Linked DNA regions of Sus scrofa: region 2 is linked to region 1. A link is a contact called in public promoter capture Hi-C data. All regions are on one chromosome and are shown on one strand. The core of a region is the stretch at or near the end of the contact, and the rest is flanking DNA. Distances in the headings are between cores, read along the strand shown. Region 1 holds the start of RPL9 (ribosomal protein L9). Region 2 has its middle 23 kb from the start of SMIM14.

Region 1 (5,984 bases), core at 1,383-3,882:
AGTTATTAAATAGAAAAAATCTAAAATGTGGAGTGAAGACTATGTATCCTCAGGTTCCCCTTGACTTCTACCCACTCATAATCTAGAATTCCTGGGTAAACAATCCCCCAAATCAATCTGCCCTCTGCACTAAATTCTATCACCACTTTTTTTTTTTTTTCTCCTTTTTAGGGCTGCACCTGCAGTATACGTAAGTTCCAGGCTAGGGGTTGAATGGGAGCTGCAGCTGGGGTCTATGCATTTACGACCTACATTACAGCCTGCAGCAGTGCTGGATCCTTAACCCACTGGGCAAGGCCAGCGATAGAACCTGCATCCTCAGAGACAAGCCAGGTTCTTAACCCACTGAGCCATAGCAGGAACGACCACCCCACTTTTTTTTAAATAGAATTTTTTTTTTTTATAACTGCACCTGTGACATATGGAAATTTCAGGGCTAGGGGTCGAATAGGAGCTGCAGCTGCTGGCCTATGCCACAGCTACGGCAACACCAGATCCAAGATGCATCTGTGACCTATGCTGCAGCTTGCAGCAATGCTGGATCCTTAACCCACGGAGTGAGGCCAGGGATCAAACCCGCATCCTCATGGACACTATGTCAGGTTCTTAACCTATTGAGCCACAAGAGAACTCCTAGAATTTTCATTCATACCTTTTTTGGATAAATCATGCCTCATTCATTTATTTATTTACTTTTGGATGCACCCATTGCATGTGAAAGTTCCCAGATCAGGGACTGAACCCTTGCTGCAATTTCTGCAACTTAACCTGCTTCATCACAAACTTTCTCACCATTCTTTTAAATTATCCATAGATCACATGTACACTGACTAGGAGAAGCAACAAGCTAGATCATCAACGTCCTGTAACAACGAAAAACTTATTAAAATCTAATGGAGTAGTAGCAAGGTGATTATCTTTGCTCTCAGAAGAAACTGGTTGCTAGATGGCAAATTGGAGAGGGTGTAGGATGGCTAAGTCCTAAGAATGTTGGAGAAAAACTGTCAGAGGGCACGAAGAAAAGTACTCCAACAATTTCACCCATTTACCTGCTCCATGTCTGCTTTCACTTCTTTCTAATGGTTTTTAAATAATTTTAAATCAAATAAGTCTGATTAAAAATATACCCTATGGCTTGGTAATATCAGAAAATAATGCACAATGAAGGAATAGGACATTAAAATTACCTCAAAATTTCAATTACCTTTCTCCTTTCTGGCGTTTTAGGTTTCCTTTATAGTCATCCCAGGTGCTCTTGTCTGCAAGATCACCAGATAGAAAATCTTGAAGGTCTGGTCCATTCTGTAAAAATTCCTTTTTTTTATCTGGCAAGGAACTTATTGCTCTGACTGGACTGCATAAATATCTTCCAAATACCTACAGAAAGAGTTCATTGTGACATTTATTTAGGGGGCTTTGGAATAACTTAGTATTAAACTCGTTTAATACCTAAAAGGATGGGTAAAGCCACAGAACTGATTCAGAAATTATGTTAATCTATTTACGAGCTCAATGTAAGGAGCTCAGAATCTGAAATTAAAGATGACCCAAGGAGAACAAACCAAACCCAAAGGAGAATGGGAGCTACAGCTTTGAATTTTCTATTCCTGACTTGAGTCAAGTATGTTTAAATGAAATTTGAAATTAATCTCTCTGCTTTGGGCTTGAATAAGAATACCTGCTAAAACACGGAGGTAGTTCTCAGCTGATTTCAGAGAAGTGGAAGAAGGGAAACTAAACCTAATGTTTTAATTTTCTTGGTTATACTGTGTGTGAACAAGGAAGTCACTCATGTATTTGTTGACCATAAGAAGCCATCGGTTTCTAGATTTGAACACATACATGTACAAGACAGACAAAACACCATAAAATTCAAGAGGTAGTACTGTTAAAGCAAAAGAACCTTCAACTATTAAAAAAAAAAAAAAAAAAAAAAAAGAGTGCCTATTAGGATGCTGCACGATAGCTACTGTACTTGCCCAGGTCTCTCGCTCAAGCCTGGAGCACAGACTTGGGTTTTAATCGCCCAAAGTGGTGTCTAGTACACAGGAGACACCAACACCAAGTAGTAATTTGGAGTTTCATTGCAGCGCTTCTATAGTGCTCCAATAAATACAAGAGTACAAATCATTGCATTGATAGCAGGAAAAAAGGTCTCAGAGCGCGGGCCACAGACTTACAAAAAAACCAGTATCAGGTCTTAACTTCATGACCATGTCAGAATTAAATGAGACGCTATACGAAAAATGTTTAGAACAGTACCTGGCTAGAAGTAAACGCCGGGTAAGCGCTGGCATTATCGGGCACTTTCAGGGATGGGAACCCCCACCCCACGCCCGCTCCCTTTTCGCCCCGCCGCTCACCCGGGGGCATACAGTGCGGACGGCGCCCCGGCAGCGTAGAGCCATCCTGCACTTTTTTTTTCTGGCAGGGAGGAACAATCACTAATTCCCGGGAAAAGAGAAGGACACACCGTCGCTCCACTTATGACAAACAACCTGAGCCAACACTGACCCGGTGGAACCTGCGCTGCTCTACGATTGGCTGCTTTAGCCTCGTGGTGTCGCGCGCTTATGACGCCATACGCAGGACCCTTACGTACTACAAAAGCGTGATGACGAAAGACGCTCTCTCTTTGCCGCATCTACTGCGAGGTAAGGTGGATTCTGTATTCGGTGGGCCTTGGGAATCTGAAGGCATCGGCTTTGGGAAAGCCAGAGGTGCGGGTGTGGCCCTCGGAAACCGTGTCTTGTTTGTCTCCCTGCGCGGCGAGCGTCATATGAGTCTGGTGGCGATGGGGTTCGAGCCTTGTATTGGGCTTTTAGGCCTACTGCCGCCCTTCAGCCTTGCCGGGATGGCGCCGACTTGATAGGACTTCCCAGAGCTGCGCTGACCGGGAGTTCGCCCGCTGGGTTTTTAATAACTGTTTAGGAGCTGCTCCTTCCAAGCCAAGGCGCAGCTGGGGCCGTTTCCGGGATTAGTCCTCTGTATCCTCCCCGAGATTTTTGCCTGCCGGTCTCTGGTAGGAGTGGAGTTCTGTGCAAGGTAGTTCGGCCCAAAACAAATCCTGTGCGACCTTCTTACCCAAGTGTTTGTGTTTCAGAATGAAGACCATTCTCAGCAATCAGACTGTCGACATTCCAGAAAATGGTAGGAGACTTGGTGCTTGCTTTTTTCATATGTTTTTACTGCGTGCGTTCTAATTTGTTTCGATGCCTCACGAGTATGTTTCTTTCATAGTCGACATCACACTAAAAGGACGCACAGTCATTGTGAAGGGCCCCAGAGGCACTCTGAGGAGGGACTTCAACCACATCAATGTAGAACTCAGTCTCCTTGGAAAGAAAAAGAAGAGGGTGAGTTTTGTTTAATCACCTCAGTTTGTTTGGAAAGTTGTAATTTAAGAATATCAAGTTGTTTTAAAAACTACAGAATTGAGCAGCAACATGGATGGAATAGAGACTCATACCAAGTGAGGTACGTTAGAGAAAGACATACCATTTGATGGATAATTTTTTCTCTGGAGTCTAACAGCACCAAAGAATTTACCTACAGAAAAGAAACTCTTGGACTTGGGGAACAGACTATTGGTTCTAGTCTGTTCTAGTCTAGGCGGAGGGAGTGGGATGGACTGGGAGTTTGGGGTTAGTAGATGCAAACATTGCATTTGGAGTGGATAAGCAATGAGATCCTGCTGTACAGCATAGGGAACTACAGTCACTTGTGATGGAACATGAAGGAGGATAATGTGAGAAAAGGAATGAATATTTATATGTATGAATGAGTGACTTTAAAGCAGAAGTTGATGGAATGTTGTAAGTCAACCATAATAGAAGAAATAAAAACTTTTGAGAAATTATGGAATTGAGGTTCAATGTTTTATCTTATAATTTAGTGTCCAAAATTGTAACTAGTTTTTTTTTTTGTTGTCGGTGCTTTAGTGAAATTGGAAAACCAAAGTAAACTGGGTTATAAACCTCAGTACTGGTAATATTTATTAAATAGCAGGCCTTAATACTGTTAGAAATTGGGTTTATTTTTCTTGATTGTTTTGTAAGGATCATAGTGGTGCAGCAGAGTTCTTTTGAACCTGGTATTTTAGCTTTCCAGAAGTGAAGTTTGATGCAACTTGTACAAAACTTTCTGGGTTGTTCCTCTGTGAAAGTGTATACTTCTAATGTATAGTAACAAAAACCGTTAATTGCTGAGGGCTTTGTGGTTGCTTTTTTTTTTTGTAATTAGGACAAATACTAGAATCTAGAGTAATTACTGTGGATAAATGGACCTTATTTCAAGGCTACTTAATACTGGAAAGAATTTTCTGAAGTTTTTGTTCTGTTACAGCTCCGGGTTGACAAATGGTGGGGAAATAGAAAGGAACTGGCAACTGTTCGCACCATCTGTAGTCATGTACAGAATATGATCAAGGGTGTTACACTGGTAAGCAGATTAATCAGACTTCTTGTCTTAGAAGGGGGAGGTTTGTCAGCTATCTTTATGTATGCAACATAAATGTCTATTGTAGAAAATACTTTGTGCGAGTAACTTATACTTGCATATAACTTAGCGGCTGTAGTATTTTGGAAAAGGTGATCTTGGCAAATGTGTTAGGTATTCCTGGGTCTTATGATAAAGGGAGATACATAAGTCTAGACCAGATGGTCTTGATAATACGCTGATTATATATATATTTGTTTTACCCGAAAGATAACATTCACAATTTCAGGGGGGTTTTTAATAGAAAATGTTAACACATAGAATGGTTGGTTTCTTGTCTTATGCCTCTCACCACCAGGGTATCTTGTGGGAATTAGGGAAAGATTAAGTCTTATTTCTGAGCTTTCAGTCTTTAAGGTAAAGTTGATTCTGGATATTTGCTGGAGTGTTTCTGTTTCAGCCTTTCTAGAGCGCAATCTGATAGCGGCACCCTGTACGCAACTCCATTATAAGCCTTTCAGGCCATGTCTCCCCTTGTGTTTCCAGTCTTTGTTTGCGGGGGGCGGCGGTGGTGTCTTGATATTCTCAATTCTGGCCCTCTGGCATACCATAGTAATTCAGTATGTTAGCCTAATGCCCAAGATGAAGGGCTTTAGAGTTATACTTTAATAGGAGGCTAGCATTGTTCACCACGGGCAAAGGAGGTAGTAAAATATCTGCTTCCTTAGGAGCTTTGCAGTCCATTGAGGAGACAGAAACAAATGTATTTAAAATTGTTCTGAGGGAGTTCCCTTTGTGATTCAGCAGTTACAGACCGAACTAGTGTCCATGAGGATGTGGGTTCTATCCCTGGCCTTGCTCAGTGGGTTAAGGATCTGGCGTTGCTGTGGCTGTGGTGTAGACTGGCAGGTGCAGCCATAAAAAGCAAAAAATAAATAAAATTGCTGTGAAGCTTTGGTGTGGGTGATAGTTTAAAAAAATGACAATGATGGGAGTTCCCGTCGTGGCTCAGTGGTTAACCATGAGGTTGTGGGTTCTATCCCTGGCCTTGCTCAGTGGGTTAAGGATCTGGCATTGCCAAGAGCTGTAGTGTAGGTTGCAGACTCGGCTCAGATCTCGTGTTGCTGTGGCTCTGGCATAGACTGGCAGCTACAGCTCCAATTAGACCCCTAGCCTGGGAACCCCATATGCCGTGGGAGCAGCCCTAGAAAAAGCAAAAATAGACCAAAAAAAAAAAAAAAAAAAAAAGACAACGAATGCTATGTGAGGAAGAGAAATCAAAGTTTAATAATGTGTATGCAACGGAGAGAACCAGGGAAACTGAGTGAGTGCTGAAATGGCTGATCCTGATCCCTTACCTTAAATAAGATCAGCTAATGATAAAAAGTGGAGAGGTTACTGTGAATAGCACAGGTGCAGAGTTAACTCTCCATTGGTAATTTCCAGGTATTTCCTTGTCTTTGTCCAGGTGCAGAGAGGCAGACAACCTAACAGATATAAATGTTTTTTACAAAAGGGCTTGCTACTTGTTTTTCAGGAAAAAAACT
Region 2 (5,733 bases), core at 282-2,781, 170 kb before region 1:
GTAATATTTTTAAAAAATTTTTAAACCAAGAGTTATTTGTGTGATAGTAAAACCACTGGAAGCGTATTTACTAAAAATATAACAAAATTGGTTAAAATGTTAAATTTGCATTTAAAATAATTCTAGGAGTTCCTGTCATGGCTCAGCAGAAACGAATTTGACTAGCATCCATGAGGATGCAGGTTCGATCCCTGGCCTCACTCAGTGGGTTAAGGATCCGGCATTGCCATGAGCTGTGGTGTAGGTTGCAGACACGGCTAGGATCCTGAGTTGCTGTGGCTGTGGTGTAGGCCAGCAGCTACAGCTCTGATTCAGCCCCTATCCTGGGAATCTCCATATGCTGTGGGGGCGGCCCTAAATATCAAAAAAATAAAAATAAAAAATATAAAAAATAAAAAATTCTGCCTTATATAATGTCAATTTACTCGTTCTTTTGTTACTTTTTCTCTTCTCAGAATAGGAGTTTAAATGTGTATATTTTGCGTATAAGGAAGATAAGAACAAAGAACTACCTCTTTATCAGACAGCTCAGCCTCTATTTTAAATTCTTTTATTTTGCATTATCTAATTGTATCATGCAATGCCTTCTCAAAATTTGTGCAGGCAGAGATTGTTTTGCTTTATTGAAGGGAGTGGACATCTGATAAAATCCCAAGCACACTAGGAAGCATAAGGTAAAGACTTTCTGATTTATTGATTCTTTAAGATTCTAGCATCAGGTTAACACAAGCAGTTTAATGGACTGGATGATGTAACAGTCACTGTTACATCACTGTTACTGTTGATGTTACTGGTTAAATGTAACACTGGGTGACGATGCCAACCATGACAACAATGATGATGATGATGGAGAAACTTACAAAAGTGGAAATTTAATTGGTGCTGTGATTCATGTAAAGTATGCACAACTTACAGGGAAAAAAGAGAATAAATTCTCGATTATGAATTCTTCATTTGAAATAATCACTTTTGGGTGATTAAAATCTAGTAAGCTGCTTTATTTTCAGAAAGTCTTTCTCCATTGTTGCCCATAGCCGCTCTGCACAGGTCATGAAATAATAGCCTATAGGTATGAGAGTTTTAGAAAACAGAGATTAAAAGCCCTGGCTCTGAAGTCAAAAAGTTGGAGTGACATTATATTTCTTAGGTTGGAGTGACATTATATTTCTTAGTTTTCTCATCTATAAGAAGGTGATGTTATCTATTGCATTATTATGAGAATTACGCATACCATGAGAACTGGCCCATCAAAAATGCTCAGCTATTGCTGGCTAGTGACTATTAGGTTTTATTTTAGACTGTCCCTGATGACCTATCTACTCTGCTTAAAAGTAATTGGTGGACAGAGTCATCCATAATTTAATGGCAGTTGCTGCTTATGTGATTTCCAGTATTTGGGTGGAGAACTATTTGTCAAAGCCAAGGACTCTGTGTTCCGTTTCTGTGTCATGTTTATTCAGTCATTAAGTAACCACAGTGTCTGTCTTTGACCTTATATTACTCAGTATCTATGATTTAATTGTTGAAAATGATATCTGGTCCCAAATTATGTTTGTAAGTCATGTCAGTCTTCCAGTGGAGAAAGCAGGCCTCCACCCATATAGATCATTCTGTTCAGAAAACCACATCCTCGATTTTGTCCCTGGTTCAAATACAAATGCCTTGGTTCCTATAATTTTAGGATAAGACTACTTTGTTTTTACATGGAGCTTTCAAACCATTGTCAAACATAATCTCTTTTTCATTCTTATCATCTGGATCTAACTGATCTTATGCTGTCTCAAAACTTTTGCCCTAGCCCTAGTTAGGTTATATTCAAGAACTGAAAATTCTATGGAGGCCTCTGTTTCCAACTTCTTCCCATTTCAACTTATGTTGGATACTATAAAGTATCTCAGCAAACATACCAATTTTTTCATGAATAACTCTCCTTAAACATTCCCAGTCTCATTAAATTAATTAATTAATTAGTCTTTTTTGGAGGGTGCACTTGTGGCATATGGAAGTTTCCAAGACAGGTGGCCTAGGCCCCAGCCACAGCAATGCCAGATTCTAACCATGTCTGTGACCTACGCCACAGTTCATGGCATACTGGATTCTTTAACCCATTGATCGAGGCCAGGGATGGAACCCATGTACTCATGGATATTAGTCGGATTCTTTACCACTGAGCCACAACAGAAACTCCCCAGAGTCTCATTTTAGACATGAACCATTGATACCCTTAGCTTGAACTTAGGAGAGACTCTAGGCTTGTATGTTTTATATTATTTTTTGTGACCTGAGCCACAGCAGTGACAAACACTGGATCCTTAACCTGCTGAGCCACCAGGGAATTCCTAGGATTGTATGTTTTAAATATCATAAACTCATTTGTTGGAATCTGATCATACTCTTGGCCACCTACACTGTGAAGATGAAAGTTTAGTCAAGTATTTAATGTAAAGTAATCTAATTTAATTTAATTTGCTTTTTAGGGCTGCACCTGCAGCATATGGAAGTTCCCAGGCTAGTGGTCACATTGGAGCTACAGAGGCCTACGCCACAGCCACAGCAGCACAGGATCCTTAACCCACTGAACGAGGCCAGGGATAGAACCTGAATCCTCATGGATCCTAGTCAGGTTTATTAACTGCTGAACCACGAAGGGGACTCCCAAGTTTAGTCAAGTATTTTAATTTAAGATAAACTTCTGGAGTTCCTGTTGTGGCGCAGTGAAAACGAATCTGACTAGGAACCGTGAGGTTGTGGGTTCAATCCCTGGCCTCTCTCAGTGGGTTAAGGATCTGGTGTTGCCGTGAGCTGTGGTGTAGGTCGCAGACGAGGCTCAGATCCTGCATTGCTGTGGCTCTGGCATAGGCCAGTGGCTACAGCTCCGATTGGACCCCTAGCCTGGGAACCTCCATATGCCGCAGGTGCAGCCCCAGAAAAGGCAAAAAAAAAAAAAAAAAAAGATAAACTTCTATGTGTTGAAAGTGGTTCTAACTAGAATTGGAACAGCCAGTTTTGACTCTCCTCTTAAGTGGCAGTGGGTCTAGAGTCGAAATATTCTATTATTTTTTCTCCTAAATTAGGTAATATTACATCTTTTTCTCATCCTTCTTTACCTTTATTTATTTTTATTTTTTGCTTCTTTTTTTTTTTTTTTTTTTTTTAAGGGCCACATCTGTGGCATATGGGAGTTCCCAGGCTAGGAGGCAAATTGGAGCTGCAGCTGCCAGCCCACACCACAGCCACAGCAATGTAGGATCCTTAATCCACTGAGTAAGGCCAGGGATGTGGGTTTGTAACCCACTGGCCACAATGCGGACTCCCCTTCCTTACCTTTTAAACAGAGCCCCTGGTGATAACCTTCATGGCCTTATTGTCTTAGACTATTTTATTTAATGTATAATATCTATATATGCAGTAACAGTAGTAGTTAAATAGAGTTTGGTTGCTAAAGAAGACTCGAAGGACTCAAAGTGACAATAAATGTGAGCTTATAAATTTACTGTTTATTATAGGAAAAGAATGTATCAGTGTCATAAAGTAAGGATTGCATCATAGCAAAATCTGCCTCACTGTAAGGGGACCAGAGAGGCCAAGTTGGGCTGTTTTGTTCATCCTCTCCAAGAGCTGAGGCCAGATGCACTTTCTCTCAGATCAGGAACCACTGACATAAGCATGGAATACCATGGAAGCTGAAAGTCCAAAACGGGGTCTTAGGTAGAGTGTTTTATATTTGGTTGTCACACTGAGATATTCCTGCTAAATACCCAGTCTCCATAGCAGAGCTGAGACCAGGGGTAAACCATTGATCTCAACGATATTAATAATCTATGTTGACAAAGCGGTACAGAAAACATCCCACCTGAAACTCCGCAGATCCATGGTTACACAACATCACTGTTCAATATGTTTCATGCCTTGACTGGGGTCAGGGCCATGCAGGAACTTTAGCAAAACAGTTCAGGGTGATTCCTGGCCTGCTGGAATTAATTGTCATACAGTACCATCAGCCACCCTGATTTGTGGTGAAGTTCTATGACAAAACAATTATTCTTAGATTGGTAGAAATTAACTTGCCTTAAAATTGAAATGCACACACGGATTCTAAACATTTGCAATAACCAGCAAGTGGGTATAGATTTAAACAGAAACTAAACTGTTCAATATTACCAGCATAATTTTTTTCGTATTTTATACTGACTTTATAATTCTTTTGTGTCCCTGATCTATAGCTATCTGAACTTTAAGTTATACATCTGCTGAACCTTTTTTTTTTTTTTTTTTTGGTCTTTTTTGTCTTTTTAGGGCTGTACCTGTGGCAAATGGAGGTTCCCAGGCTAGGGGTCTAATCGGAGTTGTAGCCACAGGCTTACATCAGAGCCAGAACAACATGGGATCTGAGCCATGTCTGCAACCTACACCACAGCTCATAGCAATGCCAGAGCCTTAACCCACTGAGCAAGGCCAGGGATCGAACCTAAGTCCTCATGGATGCTAGTTGGATTCGCTAAGCACTGAGCCATGACAGGAACTCCTATTTTTCTATATAGTCATAGTTAGAGCTCCCCCTTTTCTTCATTCATTTTGAGAATGTAGACCCCTTTGGAAGTTTGTTTTTCATTCAGCTCACATCTTGGCTCTTCAAAAGAGGATAAGGTTTTGTAAGTGTCCTTCTTCCCAACAAACATCCAGAGCCCCAGCTAAGACAGAATATTATTCTCTTGTTCTAAGCCTCACCAGAATTGTTGGAGTTCCCTTTCATAAAACCCATTTATTGGCTCCTTTCCTCTCGGCAATAATTTCACCTTTTTCTTTTCTTTTTCATTCCTTCTTTTTCTTTTTATAGCCATACCTGTGGCATGTGGAAGTTCCCAGGGTAGAGGTCGAATCAGAGCTGCAGCTGCCAGCCTATGCCACAGCCACAGCAATGCCAGATCTGAGTTGCATCTGTGACCTGTGCTGCAGCTTGTGGCAACACTGGATCCTTAACCTACTGAGTGAGGCCAAGGATTGAAACTACATCCTCGCAGACACTGTGTCGGTTTCTTACCCTGCTGAGCCACAGTGGGAACCCCCTCACTTTTCTTTCATTAATTTTGTTTGTCTTTTTGCCTTTTCTAGGACCACTCCCAAGGCATATGGGAGTTTCCCTGCTAGGGGTTTAATTGGAACTGTAGCCGCTGGCCTACACCACAGCTCACAGCAACGCCAGATCCTTAACCCACTGAACAAGGCCAGGGATCAAACCTGCAACCTCATGGTTCCTAGTCAGATTTGTTAACCACTGAGCCACGACGGGAACTCCGCAAATGGTTGTATTGAGCTGAATACTATAAGCAACGAGAGCTCATAAAGCAATGATTAAATAAGATAACTTCTAGACAAACATTTTGAATTAGGGATGGATGTTGCATAGGCCATTTGACTCTCCATTAATTATACCATTAGACTTCTTTTTTTGGCCACATCTGTAGTACATGAAAGCTCCCAGGCCAGGGACTGAATCCCAGCCCAAACTGGTAGCAGATGTGGTGATGCTGGATTCTGTAATCCACTGTGCCAGGCCAGGGATCAAACTTGCACCTCTACAGTGACCTGAGATGCTGCAGTAGGATTCTCAGCCCATTGCGCCACAGTGGGAACTCCTGGACTTCTTATTGATAGGAAGGATTCTCAAAGATTGTGGGTATGTGAAGGTGTAACAGGATTTGATCCAAGAAACAGTACTACTGGGAATAATAG

The links. Promoter capture Hi-C pulls out the DNA fragments that hold promoters and counts their contacts.
Region 2: a promoter capture Hi-C map of liver shows a contact between it and region 1, with 2.6 times the contacts expected there. The contact joins the enhancer-like site here to the promoter of RPL9 in region 1. A contact is called at or near these places in 1 of 5 promoter capture datasets (liver), 5 of 47 Hi-C or Micro-C datasets (embryonic fibroblasts, fetal heart ventricle, liver and 2 more) and 1 of 2 datasets of contacts at active chromatin or transcription factors (skeletal muscle).

The regions. Positions count from the first base shown.
Region 1 is chr8:30,695,837-30,701,820 of Sscrofa11.1, reverse strand. RPL9 (ribosomal protein L9) reads left to right here and starts at 2,632. Exons shown (of 8, transcript NM_001243481.1): 1 at 2,632-2,654; 2 at 3,104-3,150; 3 at 3,241-3,356; 4 at 4,345-4,440. The coding sequence starts at 3,105. It overlaps LIAS (lipoic acid synthetase), which reads right to left and starts at 2,507. Exons shown (of 11, transcript NM_001243462.1): 1 at 2,364-2,507; 2 at 1,205-1,377. The coding sequence starts at 2,408. It overlaps KLB (beta-klotho), which reads right to left. Exons shown (of 5, transcript XM_021101114.1): 5 at 5,698-5,984.
Region 2 is chr8:30,860,154-30,865,886 of Sscrofa11.1, reverse strand. No RefSeq gene overlaps it. Among named protein-coding and RNA genes, the nearest start is that of SMIM14, 23 kb to the right of the region's middle. Within about 2 kb of position 1,531, at least 5 of the 83 cell types and tissues checked have an H3K27ac peak or open chromatin away from gene starts, as enhancers often do. A contact at or near this core is called in liver and mesenteric adipose tissue, where this site is marked.